Regions from separate parts of the Anser cygnoides genome. Here region 2 is linked to region 1. The links are chromatin contacts, called in public Hi-C maps. All regions are on one chromosome and are shown on one strand. The core of a region is the stretch at or near the end of the contact, and the rest is flanking DNA. Distances in the headings are between cores, read along the strand shown. Region 1 holds the start of RIC8A (RIC8 guanine nucleotide exchange factor A). Region 2 holds the start of PTDSS2 (phosphatidylserine synthase 2).

The links. A called contact is a pair of places that touch in the nucleus more often than the background predicts.
Region 2: a Hi-C map of liver shows a contact between it and region 1, with 2.7 times the contacts expected there. The contact joins the promoter of PTDSS2 here to the promoter of RIC8A in region 1. A contact is called at or near these places in 3 of 7 Hi-C or Micro-C datasets (granulosa cells and liver).

Annotation. Positions count from the first base shown.
Region 1 is chr5:34,909,413-34,914,808 of Taihu_goose_T2T_genome, forward strand. RIC8A (RIC8 guanine nucleotide exchange factor A) reads left to right here and starts at 2,093. Exons shown (of 11, transcript XM_048065289.2): 1 at 2,093-2,243. BET1L (Bet1 golgi vesicular membrane trafficking protein like) reads right to left here. Exons shown (of 4, transcript XM_066998777.1): 4 at 4,309-5,396.
Region 2 is chr5:35,062,377-35,067,658 of Taihu_goose_T2T_genome, forward strand. It overlaps PTDSS2 (phosphatidylserine synthase 2), which reads left to right and starts at 3,768. Exons shown (of 12, transcript XM_048065169.2): 1 at 3,768-3,970. The coding sequence starts at 3,837.

The DNA of each region.
Region 1 (5,396 bases), core at 843-3,342:
CCCTGTGCCACCAAGGAGCCATATCTCTGTGTCCCCATGTCCCTGAACCCCAAGGACACGGGGCTGAGGCTGCACGTGGAGCATCCTCACACGTCCCCACGTGTCCCCGTGCCCTTTGTACATTGAGGATTTTAGGATGTTGCAGATGGTCCCTGTGGGGCTCCCTAAAGCACCCCCAGGGATCCCAGAGGGTTCCTGGGAGGGTTTTGGAGTCCTAGAGGGTCCCTGGCAGGGGGGCTGAAGTCTCTGAAAGGTCAAGAGGAGATTCCCTGAGGTGTCCGTAAGGTTGTTGAGGATTTTAGGGAGAGACAGAGGGGTCTGAGAGGATCCCAAATAGACTGGGAGGTCTCAGAGGGTTTTGAGGGATCCTGGCTTGTTTGGGGAATCCCCAGGGGGTATTTGGGGTGGGTTTGGGGGGACACTGGCACTGAGCGGTGTGATGCTGCAGGTGGAGCAGCTCTTGGAGGAGGGGGTGCGGTGGGCGCAGAGCAGCGACTCGAGCCGGCACGCCTTCCCTGTTTACAGCAGCTCGCGGGCGCCTGGGCGCTACGCCCCCAGGTCAGCCCTGTCAGCCAGGCCACCTCTTGGTCACCCCCTGGGACACCTTTCAGTCACCCACTTGGCCAGCTCTGGCCACCCCTGTGCTCCCTGTGGTACTCGCTGTACCCCCCCTACGCCCCCAGGTCACTCCTATCACTGGAGTCACCTCCCTGTCAGCCCCGTGTCACCCCTTTGTCCCCACATCCGTGACCAGCCCCGTGTCCTCCTGGCTGTCTTCATGGCTCCAAATGATCCCAATGTTCCCCTACAGTCCCTGTGTCCCTGTTACCATCTTCATATCCCAAATTGTCCCAGTATCCACCCATGGTCCCCACATCCTTTGGCTGTCCCCGTGTCCCCAAAGTGTCCCAGTATCCCCTGATTATTCCCATCTTCCCCTACTGTCCCCGTGTCTCCAGATCCCAGTATCCCTTGATGATCCCCACGTGCCTTCAGTCCCTGTGCTGTGACACTCCCCACATCCCCTGCCCATTTGTGTCCCCATACAGCCCTTACGTCCCATCTGTCACGGTGTCCTCTGACCATCCCCATGTCCTCCCTCCGACCACCTCTGCGTCCCTGTCCCCTGACAGTCCCCTGCCTCCCCTGATTGTCCTGGTTTCATCGTCCCCAGTGCCCCGATTGGCACCCACCTGCTCAGCAACATCCAGAAGCTCTTCTCCGAACGCATCAACATCTTCAGCCCTGTTGAGTTCAACAAGGTGAGGCCATAGGGATGTCCCGGTGTCCCTCAGGTGTCCCGAAGGCCCCTAAGCTGTCCATCTTCTCACCTGTCACATGTCACTGGTGTCCCTGTGTCCCAGTGCTGGGGTTCTGGGATTCCTCAGGGGCTGATGACCAAGACAAGGGACTTTGGGGGGGGTCGATCCCTGGGGCAGATGGCAGGGGCGAGTGTCAGTGTTCCCTGTGTCCCCACACTGATGTGACTCGAGGTCTCTCTAACCCCAGCAGCCAGGCCGAGGGCGTCCTTGTCCTACTCGCTGTACCGCATGTCCCCTGTGTCCCCCTGCCCTGTGTCCAGGCTCAGGGGGACTCCCTGGGGCTAGCAACCAGGACATGGATGTCCCCCACTGTCCCCACGCTGGTGGAATGTGGTGATGCCTTCAGCCCAGCTGAGGTCCCAACACATGCCACATGTCCCCACTGTCCCCAGGCAGTGGTGCTGAGGGTGCTCCCCTGGGGCTGAGGACCAGGCTGAGGGTGTCCCCGTGTCTCTGCAGTGGTGAGACTGGTCCGCACCCAACAGCCACACTGAGGGCATCCCTGACCTCCTGCGTGACACGTCCCCATGTCCTGACACACGTTAGGATGAGGATGAGGGTGTCCTAGGTGCCGATGACCCCAAGAGGGGTGTCCCTAATTTCTCTGCATCCCTGTGCGGACATGACTCGAGGCCTCCTTGCGCTGGGTGTCCCTGTCCCCACCGTGCCACTTGTCCCTGCTGTCCCTACGTCCCAGGTGTCGGTGCTGACGGGGATCATCAAGATCAGCCTGAAGACGCTGCTGGAGTGCGTGCGGCTGCAGACATTGGGGTGCTTCGGGCTGCAGCAGGTGCAGGTGGCTGCTGCTGATGAGCGCGTGGTGCAGGGGCTGCTGGACGAGGTGGCCGCCAGCGCTGCCCACCGCTGCCTCGACCCCGTCCCCAGGGAGCACAGCATCGTCGAGCTCATCTGCGAGCACGGGTAGGACCTGAAGATGCCGGGGGGACAAACGGGGACATGTATAGGATGGGGGGGGGGCACTGGGACATGGGACGCGTGTCGCTGTGGGGCGCAGCGGAGTTGGGGATATCTCTGGGAGGGCCGTGTGTCATGGGTCCTGCAGCAACACATGAGGACATCCCATGTCCCCACACCATCACCCCATGTCCCCCCACCAGTCCCGGTGAAACCCCACGTTGTCTCCCCGCATCCCAGTGATGCCAATCCCATGTTGTACCTGCCACCCCAGTGCCATGCCACGTCATTTCACTACCTTGGTGACTTCCCCCGATGCCTGGGGCATGCTGGGTGCAGCCCCTGCGTCATGGTTGAGGACAATAAATAAAACGCGTGTGAGCTGTGCCTTGTCCCTGTGCCTGGACAGCTGGAGGATGGTGGGGTGGGGACATCTGGGTCCTCAGGGGGATGGGGGCAGGGGTGCCTGGGTCCTCCTGGTGCAGGGCAAGTCCTGGACACCTGGGTCTGTGGGAGGGGACGGCCTCCAGACACCTGGGTCCCTTTGGGGTGGTGGGGACAGGGGCAGGGGACAGGGGCAGACCCCACTCCTTGTACGAGCACCCCTTTCACAAGTGCCCTGGGAGCATCCCACACCTTGCATAAGCACCTCCTGCCCTCCCAGCCCCTCACAAGGGCACCCTGGGAGCACCAAGCGTCTCATGCCCCTTGTACTAAACAAACTGCAGGGCAGTGCTTGAGGTAATTAACCTAGGGGCACTTAAACCTGGGGGACATGTAACCGTGGGTATGCTTGCATGATAGCTCTAAGTACTTGAAAGCTAGAGATAGTATCAGAGCATGAAACTTACTGCTATTGCTGCCCCAGCTCTCCTGGGGTGACCTCATAAAAGCCACTTCATCCATCTCTGGGGAAACTAAATTGAAAAACTTGGTCACCATACGCTGCCTAAATAAGTTGGACAGCGATGAATGGACAGATACTCCTGCTGGAACAGATCGGGAGTCTGAGGGAGTGTTGCAGACACTGCAGTCCCTAATGGAGAGGCCAAAGCAACCGAAATGAGAGGTTTTTGTCTCTCTGCCTCCCTGTAACAGTAAGATCTTGATACTGAGCTTTTGGTAAAGCACCAAAAGATACAAAGCACAACCTGAGACCTCAACGTTATCGACTCTTAAGGAGCAAAAACCTCCCATTGCTAGTGACTGCAGGCACAGCAACTGGAAGTTACAAATTCACAACGTTTATTCACCTTTAGATGGCGCTGGAAAACCCTATTTAAAATAACAGCTCACAGCTTAACTCAAAGTCTTGCTTTGTTAGAGCTTCAATCGATGTACCTGCAAGTATTTTGTTGATTCAGCATTGGCTGTGCGTGCGCGCTGTTTTCTCTAATTTTTGTGTGTCAGCAAAAACTTTGCAGTATTAGGACTACAGGGGAGCACTGAAACCAATATAAACAAGTCACTCAAATAACCAAATGTTATAATGATGTTGAAGATAATGTTGAAGGCCTGGGCAGCGGGATACCTTCAAGGGAATATCTTCATGCCCCAGTGGCAATACTGTTCTAGATTTGAACACACACCCTATAATCATTTCAACTGCTGCGTTGCTATTGCTGTTATTACCCTGCATACCTGCTTTGAATTCATACTTGTGAATTGTTTCGGGTACGGCACTTTCTCAGACTATTTACTGGTGGGGGAGGCTATTTTCCAGCATGCGTACAGATTATACATTCTCAGGTTTTCCAAGAACTTCCAAATGGTGCAGTTCTAAGTTTCAGAGGGTTAAGCACGGTTATGTGGTGCTTTCTGATAAGAGCGTGCTACTGCTTCCTGATAAGAGATTCCGTACACAGATAAATCCTCGTGATGGAAATCACTGCCTAGCAGTGCTGACACAGGGCAGCCACTGTTCCAGCCCCACGCTAGCGCCTCATGCCAACACTGACAAGCAGGGCATAGGCACCAGCCAGAAGAAACAGGCCAAAGCGGCCTGAGATAGGAGCCTGGGGCAAGGCCAGGAGCTAGAGGAGAAATAAAAAAACACAACACATGGACAAAGAAAAGTAAAACCAGGTCTTTATTTACAACAGCTAAAGCAAACTGAAGTGGCCACCATCATGAAGACCAGGCTGTTCCAGTGGCCTTTCATCAGAAGCCATCCGCTTCTGAAATCAAAGCGGTCTCTCCATTCACCCATCGTTCCTCCAAACAGAGAAATTGCTGGGAGCTGCCACATTTAACAGAGAAGCAGCAGTAAGAACCAAAGTCCTTGATGCCTCCATTCCTACTCTTCTTCCCTGCACATTCTTCCTCAAACTTGGAAAAAAAACCACCTAAACTAGTCCCAGTAGTACCTGGTTGGCATTTTGGCACAGCTGAACAAAGGACACCACCATCCGTTTCCAGATCTGGACCCGGATGAGTCCAAGGGGAAAGAAATTGCTAAGTGATTCCAGGACAAGGCCAAAGGAAATATCTAGCCAATACGGGCTTGTTGGGGAAGAATGTGAAACCAGAGGGGGAATGCTTTAGTCCTGCAGAGGTCAGAGGAGGACAAGAAAATCAAATAAGCAAAAGCTTTGAACAGCAAATCCCAGAACACATAGGCACTTGGTACAGAAAACAGACAAGATGAAACAGTAGCTTTGTACAGCTGCTTTGTAAAGTGAAAAGTTTACAGATCAGGAAGCTTATACAGTGCAGGTTTGTCTGGAGAGAAAGCTTTTTTTTATTTTCCTCTCTCGCAACAGGCACAGTATTTTTAAAGTTACAGATTTCTTAACTCCAGTTAGAGGCAGACTTAAATAATTCAACCATGGAAGAATACACTCGGGGTCGTGATGCATATGTGAGATGCTGGTCAGCCCAATGACGGGACAGAAGGGTGAAGGGAACTTGCAGTTCCCAGCTACTGCACTCCCAGAGTGCTCCACAGGACAGGAAATCGAGCATGCACTGCATGTTGATTGGGAACAACTGTTTTGTAAACAAAACTGGTGGGGATGTGCTTTGCCATGTCTGACACAAGCACTGCAGAAAGGAATCTGCAAAGCTCTGTGAAAGGCAAAGCGAGTTAAAAGTTTCTTAGGTTACCTTCCATGTTAATAAATAAATCCATTAACTTTCCAATCAAATCTTTCCTTGACA
Region 2 (5,282 bases), core at 2,518-5,017, 150 kb after region 1:
CTTTCCTTCTTTCCTTCTTTCCTTCTTTCCTTCTTTCCTTCTTTCCTTCTTTCCTTCTTTCCTTCTTTCCTTCTTTCCTTCTTTCCTTCTTTCCTTCTTTCCTTCTTTCCTTCTTTCCTTCTTTCCTTCTTTCCTTCTTTCCTTCTTTCCTTCTTTCCTTCTTTCCTTCTTTCCTTCTTTCCTTCTTTCCTTCTTTCCTAAGATTTTGAAGGGTATTGCCTTCCTGTGCATCTGGCTGGAAGGACACGAAAGAAGAAAGATCCTTCAGAAGAGGTTGTTTAGATGTTTTTTGTGTCAAACTGCAACTTCTTTCTTTTTCGTTAGAAGGGCTGTGTTTCCCTGAGGCACCTCTGTGCCACTTATGAACTGATTGGAGGCAGAGATCCTTCATCCTGCTCAGATATGCAGAGGTGAGAACTGGCTGCTCAGCCTCATGTGACAGCCCAGCACCAGACAGATCCTTAGCAATTAAAGAAATTAGCCATTCTGTTTGTGCAGTCTGACTGGCATAAAATGGGTAGAGAAGAAAAAAATGAAAACGTTTGTAGGACTTTGGGTTAATTTCGAAGACATCAGTCAAAAGCCAGATAGAAGTTTCCAAGAAAATCTGCTAAGTGAAATGGGCTGAAAATAATTCACATTGGGCTTGAATCCTACCTGCTATTGGAAAAGGAGGGAAGACAAGAATCAGGCAGAAGCCAGTGATGTCGAATCACTGTATAAAGCCTAATACTTGCTGAACATCTTAAGCTTCAGGTTTGATTGCAGTGCATATGTTTCTCAGCAGCACTAAAAAATCTTATTAGACAACAGCACTAATGAGCAAGCCAGCCAGATACTGAGAGCCTGGCAAGAATATATTGGGTCTGAATGCTCGAGCTGCTGTCATCTAGCACCACCAACTGTGCTTTGGAGATAGTTCAAGGGAAGTGGTTCTGGATGGGAAAAGTTCCACTTCTGGGGCCAAAATTTGTTTTGAAATTTGAGGCTAAGGCAGAGGAAGAGCCAGTGTGCTGGAGAGGGCCAGCTGTGGCTCTGGAGGTGACAGAAAGCAGCATGTTGTAGCCTTCTGGCTGTGCGAGGTGGTGCTGCTCCAGGTGAAAGTACTGGGGGGCTTCACCCTGTAAGGCGTAGAAACATGGAAGTGCTGTTGGAAGGGGCCTCTGGAGGTCTCCAGTCTAACCTCCTGCTCCAAGTGGGTGAATTGTTGGCATTAGATCCTCGGGGCTCTGTCTGGCTGAGTCTTGAAAGCCTCAATTGACAGAGATTCATTCCTCCACCTCTTCAGGTGACCTGGCACTGCACAACCCTCCTCATGAAAAAGCTTCTTCCAAAGTCCTGACTGCACTTCCCAACCTGCTTTTTATGCCATCAGCTCTAACTTCTGCTCTGGCTGTACAATTTTAGCCTCTTGTGCATTTCTTCCAGCTGTACCAGGCCAATGAGCTGTAGCTCCTTGAAAAAAAGATCCTCCGAAAAGCTGGGTCCTGGAGAATTTCTGCCTGTCCTGAAGGCCCAAAGCAGTGGTGATGGGCCCATGTCAACAGACACAGGGAGGTAGGAGTCCATAAGTGCCCAGAAGGCTTGGATCTGACTCAGTGCTTGCAATGACTACAGAAAGCTGCGTCAGCTGTTGCTTGGTGAGTACTGTGTGTATTTAATTTGTTTTGCACGTCAGGGCTTTAGGCTGGGCAGAAAGGGACACTAATGTAGAGCTTGTTTAGGTTTCCTTTGTGAGATGTGGTGGATGTTCCCAATGTGACACAAAGCTGTGTGACCGCAGCCTTTGCTTTTGCAGTGGGAGTTGGTGGCATCTCTTGGAACAGGCCAAGGGCCCCCAGGTCTCATAAAACATAGTGGGGCTGCCAGGAGAGAGAGGGCAGTTCAGGTCAGTAGAAGACTGTGCAGTAGCCAGAAGTGTACCTGCAGAATTGTTTTCTTCTCAAAGGGCAGGGGTATTCAACCTTCTTGGAGAATCTTTGGTTGAATCCTTCTTGCTCAGGTGTGGCAGCTACACAGACTTGCTCTGTCTTTAACAAGAGAGAAAACAAGCAGAATGGTAGCGTTGCCAACCCAGCAAAGCTCCTTTCATACACAAATGGCTCTAATAGCTCCTAGCTGGTGGTTACAAGCAATTTCTGCTGCTCATTACCCCGCGCACTCCTTGCTCTTTGCCTAGCTAGCTGCTGCCATCATGCGGCCAGCTCATTCCTTCACAGTCACCTAAATATTTTCCCTCATTTCTTCCTTGGCTTCCCTTCTTCGCTCCTGCAGGGTTTTCTTCTCCCATGTGGTGTCTGCTAACACAGAAAGCACCAGGATGGCTCTAGCATCTTGCTGGAAAGAAAGGTCTCCCTACCCACGGGCCAGGAGCAGTATCTCATGTTTGGGTTTGTTTTGGTTGAAGACCCTGATCCTCATGATGAGTTTGGAAAGCTCAGGATGTTCTGCTGCAGGTAAGAGACCCCATGAGGGGGTCAAGGAGGATTAAGAATACAGCAAGCTTGAGGGCGTGGGAGCACCCAAATCATGCATTTGGACTTGCCTCTCTAGAAATGTCTCCGTGTGTGTCTGAACAAGCGAGCAGGTGGCTCCTGTGCGACCACTAGCCCTGGTCAGGCTGCCCATTTGGAAACGGAAAGCTTTGCTAGCAAAATGCTGCCACTTTTGCAAATGCAAAACCAATTACAAATAGTTAATGTTTCAATCTGCAAGGAGCTGGGACAACCAGGATGCCAGGGGTGGAAGGAATTGGAGTGCACGCTCTGGGCTCCTTGAAAGCTGCAGAACAGTCTGGCAAGGATCACTTGTCCCCAGATAATTCAGGCAAGTAGGTATAAACATAAGCCATTTTCTTTAATTATCATTCTTTCATTACTTTTGTCAACAAATACAGAATTTGAGCATCAAATACTGCTACTGTCTACAGAAGCTGAGATGCACTCATGTACTCTTAGCATAACGCTGTCCTGTCACAGCTGAAAGGGCTGTTTTCCCAATTGTTTTTGTTTTTCCTGCAGACAAAGCAAATGCCTGCCACAGTGAGCTGTAACAACACCCCCAACAAAGAATATTTTCAGGTTTCACACGCTCAAGGCGCATTCACAAGGATCAGGCAGGAATTCCTGATGGCGTTGGGGATGCTCGCGGTGAAACTGCCACCTGAACAGAGTCAACAGCCTGAAACCCTGCTGAGCCTTCAGCTAGCCACAGCTCCCTTCTCCCACCCTGTTTTCAACAAGCTTTGTGAACTTCTTGCTCCGGGGGTGCTGCGCTTTGCGTTCGGCAGCGAGGATAACGGAGTGACTTTTGAAGTGACACCCGTGAAGTGACCTGTGTGGGGCCGTGATCATACGATGGAACGGCTGGGGTTGGAAGGGACCTCAGTGCCCATCCCGTTCCACGGGCAGGGACAAGATGCCCGGCGGCCTCTTCCTCCACCTTCCTCCGTTGCCCCCACAGGAATTGCCCCCAGAGGACAGCTTCCCGAGGTGCCTGCGGGGACGGAGGAAGCCATGACAGACACAGAAGGGCCCCAGGGAGGAGTGCGACGTGTTGGGCGACACAACCCCTTCACGGGGGCAGCCCCGGGGGTGGCAGGACGCTGCCCGTGAGGGAACCACCCCGAGGGGCAGCGCGGCGCCATGCCTCCCCCGGGCCGCACGGTCGCCATGGCAACGGGAGCCTCCTCCCTCCCTCCCTCCCCGCTGTGCGCTTGCGCGCGGCCCCGCGCACCTCGCCGGGGGCGCGCCCCGCCCTTTCCCCTCCCCTTCCCTCTGCCGAGCGGGGCCTTTGCGCGCACCCGCGGCGGGCGGGCACGCGCGGCCGTGGCCGCCATGAGGCGCGGCGAGCGCCGAGGCCCCGGCGGGGCGCTGGGCAAGGCCGCCCTGGAGGAGCAGCCCGACGGCCTCGGCCCGCGCCGCAGCACCGAGTCCGAGGTGTACGACGACGGCACCAACACTTTCTTCTGGTGAGGAGGCGGGGGGGGGGCTCCCGGTGGGTGTCGCGATATGGGGGTGTCGCGATGGGGGGTGGGTTGTGGTGATGCGGGGGGGTCTAGAGGTGTCTGCTGGTACTCCAGGAGCTCGTAGCGTGTGGGCACCTCCGTGCCCGTGCCTGTTTTGTCAGGATTTTAACCTGTTTTTCCCTCTCCGTGGCTCCCCGTGTCGGTGCTCGCTGTAGCCCCGCAGGGCAGCAGCCCTCGGTACCCTTGGGTGTTCCGCACAGCTCCGTGGCGTGCTCCCTTCGGAAGATAAGCACGGGGATGTTTTTGGCCAGAAACGGGGTGATTCCCCGCCGGGGGTTTTGGTACGAGCGGTCCTTGCGGGACGAGATGCGCTCGTGCCCGTGGCAGCGCTTTTAAATCCCTCCTCTGCTGGAGGGGCTCCAGGAACCTGCTCCGGCCAGCACCTGCGCGCGTCCTCTTTCAGTAAGGAAACCCAACAGCAAACGCCGCTTTCCTTCATCGCTGAGCAGAGAAGAAGCCCGCTGACGCTGCAGCCCCTCGCCTGGAATCCGAGCTGAGGGCCGGCACGGTTTGGCTCGGGTCTGACATTTGGGAGCAGCAGGAGGAGGACGCTTGGCTCTGACCCTGCCAATCTGGGCAGCAGCAGAGCCCCGGGGGGTGTGGATCTCGATGAAGCCGCTGATACCGGGTGGTATTTCTGCTAGCACGAGCCGCTGAGAAGCGCTTAGATCCTGCAGGACCTCTAGGAGGTCTCTTTAGGAGCTGACGTGCGAGTACAGCGGAGGGACATCCTCATCTCAAGGACAGGAGGAACTTTCTCGCAGAGCACATGAGCGTTGCCTCATGTAGGCTGAGTGAATGAGTGGGCAACTGGATCCTGCCGAGGTCTGCTGAGGAGTGCCTTCTTATAAATGGAAAATGGGTAAAACACTGTCACTTTCGTGTTATCTTCTTAACGGAGTTCTTTTCTGGGGTCTTGTGATGCCTACAAAACACCTGATGCTGCTATTGTTTAATCTCGCCTTCCTGCACCTTTTTGTTGTGTGTGGGGGCAGCACATAGTCTGCTGCTTGTACGGGTTCGTTCTCCTAAAATGCTGTAACTGCAGTTCATTTGTCCAGGTGAACTTTTTCCTTGGATGTACAAATGTGCTACCCTTCTTTAAGGCTTCTGCTTTATCAGCTAGTTCTTTCCAGGAGGAAAGTAGGGACAAGTGTACAAGTGTGTTATAGAAAGGTTTAACTTACCTATTTTCAGGTGACTTTCTTTTTTTATTACTCAATTCTGCATGTTACTTGTGCTGGCATCTAGGAGT